Linked DNA regions of Mus musculus: region 2 is linked to region 1. A link is a contact called in public HiChIP or PLAC-seq data. All regions are on one chromosome and are shown on one strand. Each heading gives the region's core, a stretch centred on a gene start, on an enhancer-like site or on the middle of the called end of the contact. The rest is flanking DNA. Distances are from core to core; before and after follow the strand shown. Region 1 holds the start of Prdx3 (peroxiredoxin 3). Region 2 has its middle 36 kb from the start of Csf2ra.

The links. HiChIP or PLAC-seq counts read pairs in DNA pulled down with a chosen protein or histone mark.
Region 2: an H3K4me3 HiChIP or PLAC-seq map of bone marrow-derived macrophages shows a contact between it and region 1, with 4 times the contacts expected there. The contact joins the enhancer-like site here to the promoter of Prdx3 in region 1. A contact is called at or near these places in 14 of 39 promoter capture datasets (the 3T3-L1 cell line, 3T3-L1-derived adipocytes, the C10 cell line and 6 more), 2 of 15 datasets of contacts at CTCF or cohesin (CD8 T cells and large pre-B cells), 35 of 484 Hi-C or Micro-C datasets (B cells, the Ba/F3 cell line, the G1E-ER4 cell line and 19 more), 32 of 115 datasets of contacts at active chromatin or transcription factors (the 230-238 cell line, the HPC-7 cell line, acute myeloid leukemia and 18 more) and 3 of 9 other capture datasets (embryonic stem cells, macrophages and pancreatic islet).

What each region holds. Positions count from the first base shown.
Region 1 is chr19:60,869,867-60,877,183 of GRCm38.p6, reverse strand. Prdx3 (peroxiredoxin 3) reads left to right here and starts at 2,646. Exons shown (of 7, transcript NM_007452.2): 1 at 2,646-2,752; 2 at 3,921-4,056; 3 at 5,623-5,764; 4 at 7,045-7,180. The coding sequence starts at 2,717.
Region 2 is chr19:61,261,184-61,268,500 of GRCm38.p6, reverse strand. No RefSeq gene overlaps it. Among named protein-coding and RNA genes, the nearest start is that of Csf2ra, 36 kb to the right of the region's middle. Within about 2 kb of position 2,695, at least 152 of the 459 cell types and tissues checked have an H3K27ac peak or open chromatin away from gene starts, as enhancers often do. A contact at or near this core is called in the 230-238 cell line, the Ba/F3 cell line, CD8 T cells and 14 more, where this site is marked.

The sequences.
Region 1 (7,317 bases), core at 1,397-3,896:
AAGGCCTATCCATAAAAGGAAAAGAGACAGATACCTGAAGTAGAAGTTTCTGGTTGGGTCAGGTGATACAGAGTCACATGGTATTTGTTTTGCTAAGGGAAGACATGTGATATTTGGAGAGAGTATAAATGGGACAGTGATGGTGAGTTTGCATTGCCAGCTTTGTAATGATTCATTGGTCTCAGAGTCTTCATCTTTGCTGATCTTCACTTCCTTGAGAGAGACACGCAGCAGAGAACTTTTCCAGGAGTCCCAGCTGGTCCTAGTCGCTCCCGCTGACTTATGTGATTCGTGTTTGGTGTCCTGACTGAACTGGACTGAACTGGACTGCTGGTATCCTGACATCAGAGATTGGAATAGCCCCCCAAATACTTCTAAACAGGTCCACATACCCTTGTCCTTTTTACCACCTAACCCTTTTCAACCCTACCTTTGGATGGTGGGCTTGAAGCGTTTAAGAACCCTTATTAAAAGTAGTTGGGTTTTTTTTTTTTGGTTTTTGTTTTCATTTTTGTTTTTTGTCTTTTAATCTAAGCCCAGAGAAAACTCCTGGCCTGTCCTTGTCACATACCTTTTCCTTACTCTAGATACAGCAGTGAAACTTTTAAAACCCTCAATGTCCCCTGGCATGGTGGTTCTTTAATCCCAGCACCTGGGAGCAGAGTCAAGTAGATCTCTGTGAATTTGAACAAATAAACAAACAAACACCCTTGGTGTGATGGAAAATAGGAAGAATTAAATTGAGATCATTGTCTCATACAGTGGCAAGTAATTGATGCTGAGCCTGCTTTCAGCCACCACAAACACTAGCTGCTCAGCTGCATGGAGTTCTAGGTTCTGTACCTCTTGAAGATGTTTGTTTCTTAGAGATATAACCTACCATTATCTAATGTTCTATAATTCTCAGCTCCATTAATCACATGATGTTTTCACTACTCCAAAAGCAAATTCTACCTATATTTGTAATATGAGTAAGAGTACACTTGTAACCTCAGTACTAAGAAGAAGCAAGTAGGGGGCTGGTGAGATGGCTCAGTGGGTAAGAGCACCCGACTGCTCTTCCAAAGGTCAGGAGTTCAAATCCCAGCAACCACATGGTGGCTCACAACCATCCTTAACGAGATCTGACTCCCTCTTCTGGAGTGTCTGAGGACAGCTACAGTGTACTTACATATAACAAATAAATAATAATAAAATAAATCTTAAAAAAAAAAAAAAAGAAGAAGAAGCAAGTACAGGCAAGAAGGTGACCTGTGCTATCACACTTCAGAGTTTTGTTTTGTTTCAAGTGGATCTTAATCTGTAGCAAAGCCTGGCCTTGAACTCTTGGCTATCCTCCTGCCTCAGCCTCTCAAGTGCTGAAATTACAAGTATAAGCCATCAAGCTCAGCCTTCATCCTTTTTTATGTCTGAATTATATTCCATCACAGACTTGAACACCAAACACATACACTGGGTACCAGTTAAGTTCAAGGCAAGTGCTGTGAGGAACTTGTTGAGATGTCTCTTTAGGTATAAGGCTTTTTTTTTTTCTCCACAAGACAGGTACACTGTGTAGCAGCTAATGGTTCATGGACAGCTAGATTTATAATTTTTTTCTTTTATGAATATTTCTGATATAGTAGAGAGCAAAATAAATAAATAATAACATCAGATCTCAGTATGAGAAACTCAAAATGTTTTTAGGTTTCTTTCAATCATCTGACCTACAAATGAATGCCTCTGACCACCTTCTCTTTCTTTTCAACAAAACTCGGACTTTCAGCAAATAACTGTATCTAGCTGGAACTTTGCAGTATTTTGCACTAGTGTGTTTATTTTTAATTCCCTTCTATTTATACTGTTATAAGTAGAAGTTTAACTATTTCCTACTTAACATTTCTTTTCCCATAAGATTATTTGCACTTTAAAATGAGCTAGCATAAAGAAAATATTATTTAGATAATATGCAGATGTGAGAAACTATATTAGTAACAGAACAGTGCTTGGAAAATACCAGCTTAGACATGGCATTTAGTGTGGTTATCATGTGAATTTTATTCTGTGTTTGATGTGGTACTTCAAAACCGTGCCCTCCAATCATTACTTGGTATCTGCGTTAACAAATAAATTGATTTAAAATGTGTCCCAATTATCCCAATTTTGAGGAGAGGCCAAATGAACGCCCCCACACAATATCAAAGGTTTTCAAGCACACTAAACTCTGATGTCCCTAAGTCGCTTAGCTTATTAAAGAACTCAGATAACTAAGTTTGTTCCACTGAATGCAGAAGGCAGAAGATCCCACCTGAGATAGAAAGGGAACTGGATTCTTTCACAGACAGACACTTTCTACTACTCTAAATTAGCGAAACAAAATCAACAGGAAATGTCAATAAGTGTCTACTTCCTAAATTGAATTTGATCTTTATACGTCGGTACCATAAATAGGAATCCAAGCATTCAGGTATTCAGGAGGTCAAAGGGAAATTTCCCCCTGAGCTGGAAGGAGTGGTTCTACGGCTTCTCCCCTAAGTCACAACCACACACCCAGGTCCAGCCTCTTTGCATAAACCACACCCCTCCTCCACCCACTCCTCGTAAGCCCCGCCTCGCTGAGGCCCCGCCCTCATAGGGAAGCCCGGAGCAGAAGCCACGCCCCAGGCAGAAGCACACCCGGCGTGCTCCGGCTACTCCTCGGTATCTCCGCCTATCGTGCCTCTTGCGTGCTCTGAAGATGGCGGCAGCTGCGGGAAGGTTGCTCTGGTCCTCGGTGAGTGGCTGGCAGCTGGGCAGGCGCATGACACAACAGCGACTCTGGCCCGCACTTGTTTCCAGGACCGGATCGCGCACCCTTAGGTCTGCTGCCCACTAGCTCCTATGGGAGGGAGTTCTCAGCTCGGGGACCTCTAGGCCTCCTGCGGCTAGAAAGGCCCTAGCCCCTGCGCAGGACAGCCTTTACACTATCCCCGTGGGTGATGTGCTCTCCAACAAGTCCTTGTGCTTGATGGTCCCCTTGCTGTTTCTTCACTAAAGCACCCAGGCCTGACTTTTGAGGCCAGTATGCTGACTACTGTGTTCTAGGATCTGTCACCAAATATGACCTTGGCCAAGATACACGTGTGTGTGTGTGTGTGTGTGTGTGTGTGTGTGTGTGTGTGTGTGTGTGTGTGTGTGTGTGTGGTTTTTCGAGACGGGGTTTCTCAGTGTATCCCCTGGCTATCCTGAAACTCGCTCTGTAGTTCAGGCTAGTCTGGAATTCACAGAGATCCGACTGCCTCTGCCTCTGGAGTGCTGTCTGGCTTGACTTCACATTTCTGAACCTTAGTTTTTCCTACATCTCGACATGGCTGTGGGCTCATACTTAAGTCTGAGTATAAACAAAGTAACGGGAGTAAAAACAGTAACAGGAGCCTCTTTCTACTCCCACACTCAGGCTGGACTCTGCCTTGGTATCTGCTGTTCTCTAGTAGCAGCCTACTGTCTGTCCTCTTGCCAGCCATCCTCCTCTCCTTTCTCATCGCCGGGCTCAGCCCTTAATTTCCTGTCCCATGTTGGACATCAAAGTTGAGCAAACACTACTAACCTTGAGCTTGGGCCAAACACTCCCAGTGCATGAACTTCACCCTATTCCTTGACTGAGAGCCTGGAAGGGACTTTTTCTGAGAAAAACCTTGATGTGGCTACATGATGCAGCAGTTAGCTCCAGGTGGGGGAGGGTACAACTACTCAGCCTGGCCTAGCCTTCCTGAAATTTTGGAGATTTTTTATTCTTGAAGCTTTATTCTTATGATTTTCTTGTAGACTCAACCCATGCTCTTAATTTGATTTGGTATCTGTTTCGTTGGGAAAAGGGTCGTTAACAAAGGATGACAGCAGCAAGGCAGAATTCAGTCACCCTTTCGGAAAGCCTTCCTAATTGAAAGCATTTTTCTTTCCAGGTTGCTCGTCATGCAAGTGCTATTTCCCGGAGTATTTCTGCCTCAACAGTTCTTAGGCCTGTTGCTTCTAGAAGAACCTGTTTGACAGACATACTGTGGTCTGCCTCTGCCCAAGGAAAGTCAGCCTTTAGCACCAGTAAGTGTTACTGTGCTCTAGTCATATCCAGGTAAAAGGAAACCCTTATCAGCCACTCTGGACCCTGGCTATACTTGAGGCTTGTCCTTGGAGATTTTAAACATGGATATGAGAATAATGTAGAGATGGCTGGATCTAAAAGGAACTGTTAGGAACAGTGAGTCCTTGGCGGTGTCAAAATTTTAAAACTTACTTTTAAGAAAACAGAAAGAAAATGGAAGCCAGTGGTGGAGCCACATGCCTTTAATGTGAGCATTCAGGAGGCAGAGGCAGATCTCTGTGATTTAGAGGCCAGCCTGGCCTACAGATCAGAAAACCTTGTCTCGAAGAACCAAAAAGGAAGAAAAAAAAAGTTGCAGGCCAATCAGGGCATCACAGTGTGAGACTCTGTCTGGGAACAATAAATAAACAAGACCTCTCCCCATGCCCACCCCCCTAAAAAAGAGTAGAAAAAGTGGTAGTCTAGGAAAAAGAAAATATTTGTATAATATACTTAACAAAGGCTATTTCTCTAAGATACCTAAGTTACTAGATAAAATGAAAACACAAAACACCACTGTACCCCACCCCAGGTTTGAAACATGTCCTGCATCTGCTCTTGGTTTCTCTCTGCCATGCCTCAGTGCCTCTCACCAAGATAACTAACTATAGACATTGCCTCCACCATTCTTATCTTTTTGATGGCCTAATCTTCCTGGAAACATCTGTTTTCCTGCATTAGAGCCTCTCAGACTCTGTTCTCTCTACCGTGAAGAGCTAATCTGGCTGCTTGTTGCTGAGGGTCCTTTTAAGACTTGCTGAGTTTGTTTTGAGTTTGTTCCTTTTCCCTGTGTATTGGCCCCTCTTGGTCAGTGTCCTGTGATACTCACACCCTAGTCTGAGCTAGCTCCATGTCTGGCTGCCTTCTGCTCTCTACTGCCTTCTTCCTCTTCCTTTTGTAGTTCCAAGGGCATTTCATTTCTTCTAGTTTTTGTTCTTTAAAAAAACCTTTTCTTTAGGGTTGGAGTGAGAGCTAAGTCAGTCAGTCAGCTAGCATAAGGATCAAAGTTCAGCTGACCTTCAGAACTCACAGAAAGCCTGGCATAGTAGTATACAATGGGTCCAGCACTTGAGAAAGAGGCGACCACTGAGTCCTTGGAGCTCAGTGCCAGCTACCCTACCCTACTTGGTGAGCTGAGTTTATAAAAGACTCTTAAAAGAGAGAAAGGGTTTTTAAAAAATGGTAGATGTCTTCTGAGGATCTGTGTGTCCTCCATCCTTCATATTCATGCTCACAAGTGTGTGCGCGCACGCGCGTATACACACACACACACACTCCTCCCTACCACTGAGTTGAGTTTGTGTATATACTTTGGAATTGTGCTGAAGGGCAAAATTACTTTACCTAAGATGTACAACTGAAGTGAACCATCTTATTGAGTTAAATTAATAAACAACTTATGTCACCAGTTATGGCAAATAGTAAGTTTACTTGATATGTTCCAACAAAAGGAGTTTAAATAAAATCATGCAGTACTCGATGTGGTGGATGACAAGCTACATTCAGGTGTGTGGTCTTTTTTTTAGGTTCCTCTTTCCACACCCCTGCTGTCACCCAGCACGCGCCCTATTTTAAAGGTACTGCTGTTGTCAATGGAGAGTTCAAAGAGCTGAGTCTCGACGACTTTAAGGGAAAATACTTGGTGCTTTTCTTCTACCCTTTGGATTTGTAAGTTTGATTTTATAATATTTTCATGTCCCTCTGAGAGCTGGTATTGATCTCTAACCCACGCTGAAATTCCTCTTTTAGTGGAGAGAAAGATTCTTTTTAATTTTTGTTCACTGTCCTTGGCCATCTGTACCTCATATAACCATAGTGGGAGGAAACATCCTTCCTTTTTTTTTTTTTCCCCCATTCGTTTGTTTGTTTGTTTGTTTGTTTGTTTTTGAGACAAGGTTTCTCTGTCTAGCCCTGGCTGTCCTGGAACTCACTCTGTAGACCAGGCTGGCCTCGAACTCAGAAATCCGCTTGCCTCTGCCTCCCAAGTGCTGGGATTAAAGGCATGTGCCAGCACTGCCCAGCCCTTTTAATGGAGGAGTTTTAGTATGGTTCTGTCAGTTTTTCTGGTTGTACTGGGGATCAAACCCTGGGCCCTGTGAATACTAGGCAAGCACTCTTACTGGATTATACTATCAGCCTTTAATACAGTTCTGTCTCACATACTTTTGATAAATGGTTCCCTAAGCCAGTCTAAACTTTACAACAGTCTGGGTAGAAGTAATATAGGAAATTATTATTATTATTATTATTATTATTATTATTATTATTATTATTATTATTATTATTTTGTGGCTGGAGAGAGACGATGGCTCAGAAATTAAAAGCACTGGCTGCTCTTCCAGAGGTCCTGAGTTCAATTTCCATAGTGGCTTACAACCATCTGTATCAGGATCTGATGCCCTCTTCTGGTGTATTTGAAGACAGCAACAGTGTAACTCATACATTAAAAAAATAAAATGAATTTTTCATAAAGTTACTTTATTTAAAAGTACAGGTTTTCTTTTAACTCTTTAAACATGCCTCACAATCCCATTCATTCATTCATTTGTTTACCTGAGGCAAGATTTTCTCTACAGATGTTTTGGAACTCACTGTAGACTAGGCTGGCCTTGAACTGAGAGAGATCAGCTTGTCTCTGCCTCCTCAGTGCTTGGATTAAAAGTAGACGCCACCATGCCCAAAACGAAGCTTGCTTTTTCCCTTTTTTTTTTTTGGGGGGGGGGGGTCATGGTCTCCATATGTAGACCGGGCTGGTCTGAACTCACAGAGATCCTCCTGCCTCTACCATCAGAGTTCTGGGATTAAAGGTTTATGCTATCACACCTAGCATACCCAGCCGATTTCATGTCTTTCACCCCTAAGCAAATCAATTTAGTTTTAGACTTCTAACTGTTGTAAGTTTTTGCTTTTTTATGATCTAATGAAACTTTCTCTTTTTTCCCCCCAAGCACATTTGTGTGTCCTACAGAAATTGTTGCTTTCAGTGACAAAGCCAATGAATTTCATGATGTAAACTGTGAAGTAGTTGCAGTTTCAGTGGATTCCCACTTCAGTCATCTTGCCTGGATCAACACACCAAGAAAGGTAGGTTGGGTGACAGTCACCTTTCCTTGGTCTTATTTTATTCTTTGGTGTCACTTCTACTTCACAAATAATACTGACCACACAATAAAAACATTGTATATATTTATGGGATACAATGTGATGTTTTGATACATGTG
Region 2 (7,317 bases), core at 1,446-3,945, 390 kb before region 1:
ATTCCTAGCTAAATGGATGGACCTGGAGGGCATCATCCTGAGTGAGGTAACACATTCACAAAGGAACTCACACAATATGTACTCACTGATAAGTGGATATTAGCCCAAAACCTAGGATACCCAAGATATAAGATACAATTTGCTAAACATACGAAACTCAAGAAGAATGAAGACTGAAGTGTGGACACTATGCCCCTCCTTAGAATTGGGAACAAAACACCCATGGAAGGAGTTACAGAGACAAAGTTTGGAGCTGAGACGAAAGGATGGACCATCTAGAGACTGCCATATCCAGGGATCCACCCCATAATCAGCTTCCAAACGCTGACACCATTGCATACACTAGCAAGATTTTATCAAAAGGACCCAGATATAGCTGTCTCTTGTGAGACTATGCCGGGGCCTAGCAAACACAGAAGTGGATGCTCACAGTCAGCTAATGGATGGATCACAGGGCTCCCAATGGAGGAGCTAGAGAAAGTACCCAAGGAGCTAAAGGGAACTGCAACCCTATAGGTGGAACAACATTATGAACTAACCAGTACCCCGGAGCTCTTGACTCTAGCTGCATATGTATCAAAAGATGGCCTAGTCAGCCATCACTGGAAAGAGAGGCCCATTGGACACGCAAACTGTATATGCCCCAGTACAGGGGAACGCCAGGGCCAAAAAAATGGGAATGGGTGGGTAGGGAAGTCGGGGGGGAGGGTATGGGGGACTTTTGGGATAGCATTGGAAATGTAATTGAGGAAAATATGTAATAAAAAATATTTTTAAAAATCTAATTTGATTTCTCCTAAGTGCATCTCTTAAGGGAGCTTAAGCTATGTAGTATTGACAGGACTCTCATGGAGAACAGAATGGCTCACACCCTACTATTCAGAGATATGTGCACAGGTCATGTTTCTTTTATAATTGATTGATTTGTTGATTGGTTGATTAATGTTTATCCACATAAATGTTCAGACTCATAGATGTATGCAAAACAAAAGTATTCCTGATGCCAAGGATAAATGACTGTGTCAGATAACGTGGAAGTCTGAATCTCCATCTCTCAGCATCAGTTGAATGTATGTAGTTCTCCACTTAGGTGTGTGGACATGTGAACATTTCCCCCTTCCTATGGCATGCCAACTGGTCATGTCATTTTGTAAGTCTTACTTAGGTGACTCACCTGTTAAGTTGTCTCAGGTGCAACTCCACTATTACAGAGAAGACGCTGTTTCTCAGCAGGCAACTTAGTCCTCCAGATTTTACCATCTTCTAGTCCCTTTACATGTTCTCTGAGCTGTGGGTGCAGGGGCCATGTTGTGTGTATATCACATGGGTTCGATGAGGGCGGGAGGGTGGCCGGCGGGCGGGTGGCAGCGAGCACCAGAAAACAACAAACCCCAAGCGGTAGTGTTTTTAAAATGAGACCTAAATGGAGTGGAACTGAGATCGCGAGCCACCCTCCTCTTCCACCGTGCTTAGATGCTCCCTTCCCCTTACTGTAGCCCCTTCCCCTAATTGTGCCTGTTCCCTTGCCCCGCTGACCGATTCGCTAGCCACGTACTTTGACTTAGAGAGTGATTTCGCCTGTTTTCACAGCTCCCTGTCATACATTCGTTTTTGGGTGTCTGAGTCCAGCCCGCGTTCGCTATGTTCGGGTGGGACGATGGGGACCGTTTGTGCCACTCGGGAGAAGTGGTGAGTGGGTACGCTGCTCCATCATGCGTGCGTGAGTGTCGTCCCCCACCCCTTCCCCTTCCCCGCCCCCCCCCCACCCCCCCAAGCTAGGGAGGACCGTCGGGAGAGACGGAATAAGTGAGTGAATGTGGCGGCGCGTGAGCGATCTGTATTGGTTTGTTTAGTTGATCCAGACCGTTGTTGACGGGCGACACCTAGTGTTGACAAGTTTCCGCAACGCTCCTGCCTTCTCCGGTTGGTGACACAGGACAGGGAAGTGCCTGCGATGAGGCGGCCAGGGTCGGGCAAGCAGGCGGGTGCATCTCGGAGATAGAGAGTCTCTACCAAGGAGGTTGTACCGGGAGATCTACAGGGCAGGGGTTGTTGCTGTACGCCCTATTAGGAAAAATGGTAGGGTTGGTGGCAGCTTGATCAGGTCGACCAGAAGGCTCAAGTCTTGCCCCTGCCCCAGAGATTTCTTTTTTCCTTCTCCCCTAGCACCCTTTCTCCAGGAGTCAGTGAGCTCTGGATTTCTGAGGCTGAAAGGGTGCTATGGCCCCGACTTGATAGATGACATGGAAAGAAAGAAACCAAACACAAGCCCACTAGATGACAAGTGACAGCAATCACAGCTGAAATATAACACACACACATACAAATTCTGTCATAAAATCCAACGTGCCTTCATGATCAAAGTTTGATAGTCAATAGTACTAGAAGAAAAATATGTCTGTAAAATAAAAGCCAGAACCTTTTCTGCTTTGTCTTATTTTGCTTCAAAGTAGGGTTTCTCTTGGTGTACCTCAGCAGCCCTGCCTGGAATTTGCTCTGTAGGCTTGGGTAGCCTCAAACTTACAGAGGTCCTCTCTGCCTGCCTGCCTCTGCTACCCATGCAGCTGGGCAGAAGCTACAATCTTTTTTCTTTTCATTTATTGGTTATTATTATTATTAGTTTTCAATGTATGTATTTGTGTGCTCTATCTGCTGCCTATATGCCTGCATGCCAGAAGAGGGCACCAGAACCTAGGAGAACCCACCATGCAGGTCCTGAGAATTAAAAGAAGAAAAAAGAAAATTCTTATCACATAGAGGGTAAATATCTGGCCGGCTCTTGTAGTGCTGTTTAAGGCTTACTGTAAATAATAAAAATTGTGTGTCTTTTATCCAAAAACAGAATGAACGTGTTGTGCCTGTGTGTCTGTTTCTACTTCCTTGTTCTGTCACTCAGTTGCACATTGACCTCACCAAGATGGAAGACCACATGTGGATGGCAGCCATCTTGTCCACTGACAGACCTCATCAAGATGGAGGTGGCTGGCCATCATGTGACCTACTGTTCCAGGTTGCTTTTGTTTCCAGGCTGCCTTTACCAGCCTCTAGGTGGCCCAGTTTGCATGTGCAAAGCTCATGACAAGGAAGCTCCCAAAAACAGCCAGAACCCTAGACCATCCACAGACAGCCTCATGGTTTTTTCTCCTGCTTTTGTATAATACGTTAAAATGCCAGACCCTGAATCAGTCATTCTAAATTCTTTTGGTTAATTTTAATTAAAATGCATAATAAAAGATAAATATAATCAGTCATCCTGGAACTCCTTTGATGTAACTCAGTCTGTAGACTAAGCTAGCTGCAAAATTACAGTGATCCACCACCTCCCTCTGCTACCACCACTGCCTGGTAAAAGCTAGAATCATAGAAAGAAAGGGGAAAGAAAAAAAAGATAAGAATCTTAGCTGGTCATAGTGGTGTACAACTTTCATGCCAGCATTTGAAAAGCAGAAGCAGGCTCTTACAGGTTACAGTCTGGTCTACAAAGTGGGATCCAAGACAGCCAGGACTGCTTACACTAAGAAACCCTGTATGAAAAAAATAAAAATAAAATTTAAAAAGAAAAGAAAAGAGAGAGAGAGAAGAAAAGAAAAGAAAAAAGAAAGAAGATAGAAAAGAAAGAGAAACAGGAAGACTTAGGAGATAGTTTTAGTTGATTCGTGATATCATTTCTCTTCATAGGCAGGCAGGCAGCCATACTTGTTTGGTTTGGTTTGGTTTGGTTTGGTTTGGTTTGGTTTGGTTTGGTTTGGTTTGGTTTTCAGGAAGTGTAGCCTAGGTCATATACAAGCACAGGCACAAGAAATAAATAAGGATCTCTGAAACACAATTCTGGGGGGGGGGGTGCTAGCTTGGCCATGGAGACACACACACACTAATAAAATCAGGTCGTCAGGCATCTTGGCTAGCAGGTGTGTGTGTGTGTGTGTGTGTGTGTGTGTGTGTGTGTGTGTGTGTGTGTCCATCTGTCCCTCTGTCTGTCTGTCTGTCCCTCTGTCTGACTGTCTGTGCAGAACTGCATATGTCCCAGTACTTATCAGTCAGGGCCACAATTCAGGTTCCAGAGCTGAACTGTGACCTAGAGTGAAGATCCTACAGGGTTTCTATGCCTAAAATCCACAAAACATCTATACCAAGTTATTCCACCAATCTGGACTTAGGGATAGGGGAATTCCTTAGAAACATATCTTTGTTATATACTTATCCTGCTCCCATTAGTTGGGGTACTTGACTGTGGCAGGGGGACTTGCCTTGTCTAACATTCATGTCTTAACTTGCAAACCAGGAAGTCAGTTGCCCACATACAAGTCTCTTTCTTCCAAGTAAGATGTCAGTTCCCTGGGAGGCCTTGGGAACTTACACTTTACTCACTCACACCCTACTCAAAATAGAAGTCTGATTCCAAGTAGTCTCTGCACTGAATAGGTGCGGGTGTCTCTCTTGTGTTGGGGGTCCATCCCCAGGGCAGCTTCTAAGAGCAAATGCCAGAAAAGTGTATACATGGGTGGGTGCAGGAAATGCTGCTGGGTGGTTGGTTTGGGTCCAAGCCTTTTGCAGATAACTATAGAACAAAGGAAGCCATTTGATCGGCTTTTATCATGATTAGTTTCTGAGGACACATCCAATGAGAATATGTAATCAATTCTGGCAGTAACAGCAGAAACAAGCTATGAGAAAGTGTCCTTATAATAGTAGTTAACAGTACAAAATGGCAGGCTAAACAGGTAAGAGATTACCTAGCCCTTAACTAATCTGACATAGGCCTTCACATTCCATCTAGGCCTTAATAGTTTCCTCAGTCCTTAACATTCCATCTAGGCCTTAATATTTTACCTATACATTAACAGCCAGCAGCTTTGTCCACTGAGCCATTGTACATGCATGCATGAATGTAATGCATGTAAAGATGGATGAATATCTTTTTCTGTATTCGTTCATTTATGAGAGACAAAGTCTTTCTACATGGTGAAAAAAACATACAAGACAGAAGAGGTAGCCCCTCAAGTAAGGAAGTGCGAGTGCATGGGTTGGTGAGCAGGGGTGGGGGAAAGGGATAGAGTGGTTTTGGAGGGGAAACAAGGAAAGGGGATAACATTTGAAATGTAATAAAGAAAATATCTAATAAAAATAATAAAAAAAGAAAAAACTGGAAAAAATACACTAAATTGGTGTAGGGGGTAATGTAGAATATCAGGGTGCTTTTTGTTTTCATTTCCATAGCGACTAAGGACTTTGAATGGTTAAGATCTAAATTCAAGTGATAGCACATTCTAGTGAGGACTTGGAGAAAGAGGAACACTCATCCATTGCTAGAGGGATTGCAAACTGCTACAACAACTCTGGAAATCAGTCTGAAACTTCCTTAGAATATTGAAAATGTTTCATTCAGAAGGCCCAGCTATACTGCTCCTGGGCATATGCCCAAAAGATAATCCGCCATACCATAAGGACATGTGTTCCACTATGTTCAGAGTAGTCTTATTTGTAATAGCCAGAAGTTGGAAACAACAACCCAGATGTCCCTGCTCAACAACACACCCACTCGCTCTTCCTGGCCCTGGCATTCCCCTATACTGGGGCATATAACCTTCACAGGACCAAGGGCCTCTCCTCCCATCAATAACCGACTAGGCCATCCTCTGCTACATAAACAACTAGAGCCATGAGTCCCACCATTTCTTTGGTTGGAGGGAATTCTGGGGTACTGGTTAGTTCATATTGTTGTTCCTCCTATGGGGCTACAAACCCCTTCAGCTGCCTGAGTCCTTTCTCTAGCTCCTTTATTGGGGACCCTGTGCTCCATCCAATGGATGACTGTGAGCATCCACTTCTGTATTAGTCAGGCACTGACAGAGCCTCTCAGAAGACAGCTTTATCAGGCTCCTGTCAGCAAGCTCTTGTTGGCATCCACAATAGTGTCTGGTTTTGGTGGTTGTTTATGGGATGGATCCCCAGGTGGGGCAGTCTCTGGATGGTCATTCCTTCAGTCTCTACTCTGAACTTTGTCGCTGTAACTCCTTCCATGGGTATTTTGTTCCCCCTTCTAAGAAGGATCCAGATATCCACACTTTGGTCTTCCTTCTTCTTGAGTTTCATGTGATTTGTGAATTGTATCTTGGGTATTCTGAGCTTCTGTGCTAATATCCACTCATCAGTGAGTGCATATCATATGTGTTCTTTTGTGATTGGGTTACCTCACTCAGGATGATATCCTCCAGATCCACCTATTTGCCTAAGAATTTCATAAATTCATTGTTTTTAAGAATGTACCACATTTTCTGTATCCATTCCCCTGTTGAGAGACATCTGGGTTCTTTCAGCTCCTGGCTATTATAAATAAGGCTGCTATGAACATAGTAGAACATGTGTCATTATTACATATTGGAGCATCTTCTGGGTATATGCCCAAGGGTGGTATTGCTGGATCCTCCAGTAGTGCTATGTCCAATTTTCTCAGGAACCACCAAACTGATTTCCTCTATATCTTGTTCTGAGTAGACCCGCTTCATGTCATCCCCACCACCATTTGTTGTCCTTGCCCTGTCTCCAGCTCCAACCACTCTGCCAAACCTCCCCTTCCTCTGTCTCCCATGATGCAGTGAACTTGCACCTGGACCTGTCCTTCCTAAAGGAGAGGTTGGAGTTCCACTTGTGCTATGTCACCAAGGTGAGGGATGTGCTCACCTGTGGACATGCACACCAACAGTTAGGCCTACAGCCACACCCACAGACAAGGACACAGCAAAGACCAGACCCAAGGCCACACCCACAGCTATACACATCGTACATGCCCAAATGAAGCCACACCTGTCATGTTAACTCTCTATAGCCTCATTCTGATGTGCTTGGTGACCCTCCATCTTGACCCTGTGGTCCCACCCTGACCCTCCTGCACTGACAGTTATACCTGTGACCCCACCCTGACCTTGTGATCAGGATCTTCTATACCATGAACTGGTCATGGTCCAGCAGGATTATGTGCCAGGAGCTGGGGCAGAACAACTTCTTGGAGGTGGGTGGGGCCTCAGGGACTTCCTGCTGTGGGTGGGGTCTCGGGGACTTCCTGCACACACTGAACAAGGCCCATCAGTAAATGGTAGAGTGAAGCATGGCCAGCAGAGGGGTGTGGCCAGGAGGGGCATGGCCACAATTTTGTAGTGTCTCCTAGTAGTAGTGGTCATAGAGAGGTGTAGCAGAGTGACATAGGTCCTCTACACCATGGGTATGCCTCAAGGCTTTGTCAGCAGTGGGGCATAGCCCACAGTAATGTGAGGTACTGGGTGTTGCCAGCACTTGTGGGCATGTTCTGTGTTCAGGGAA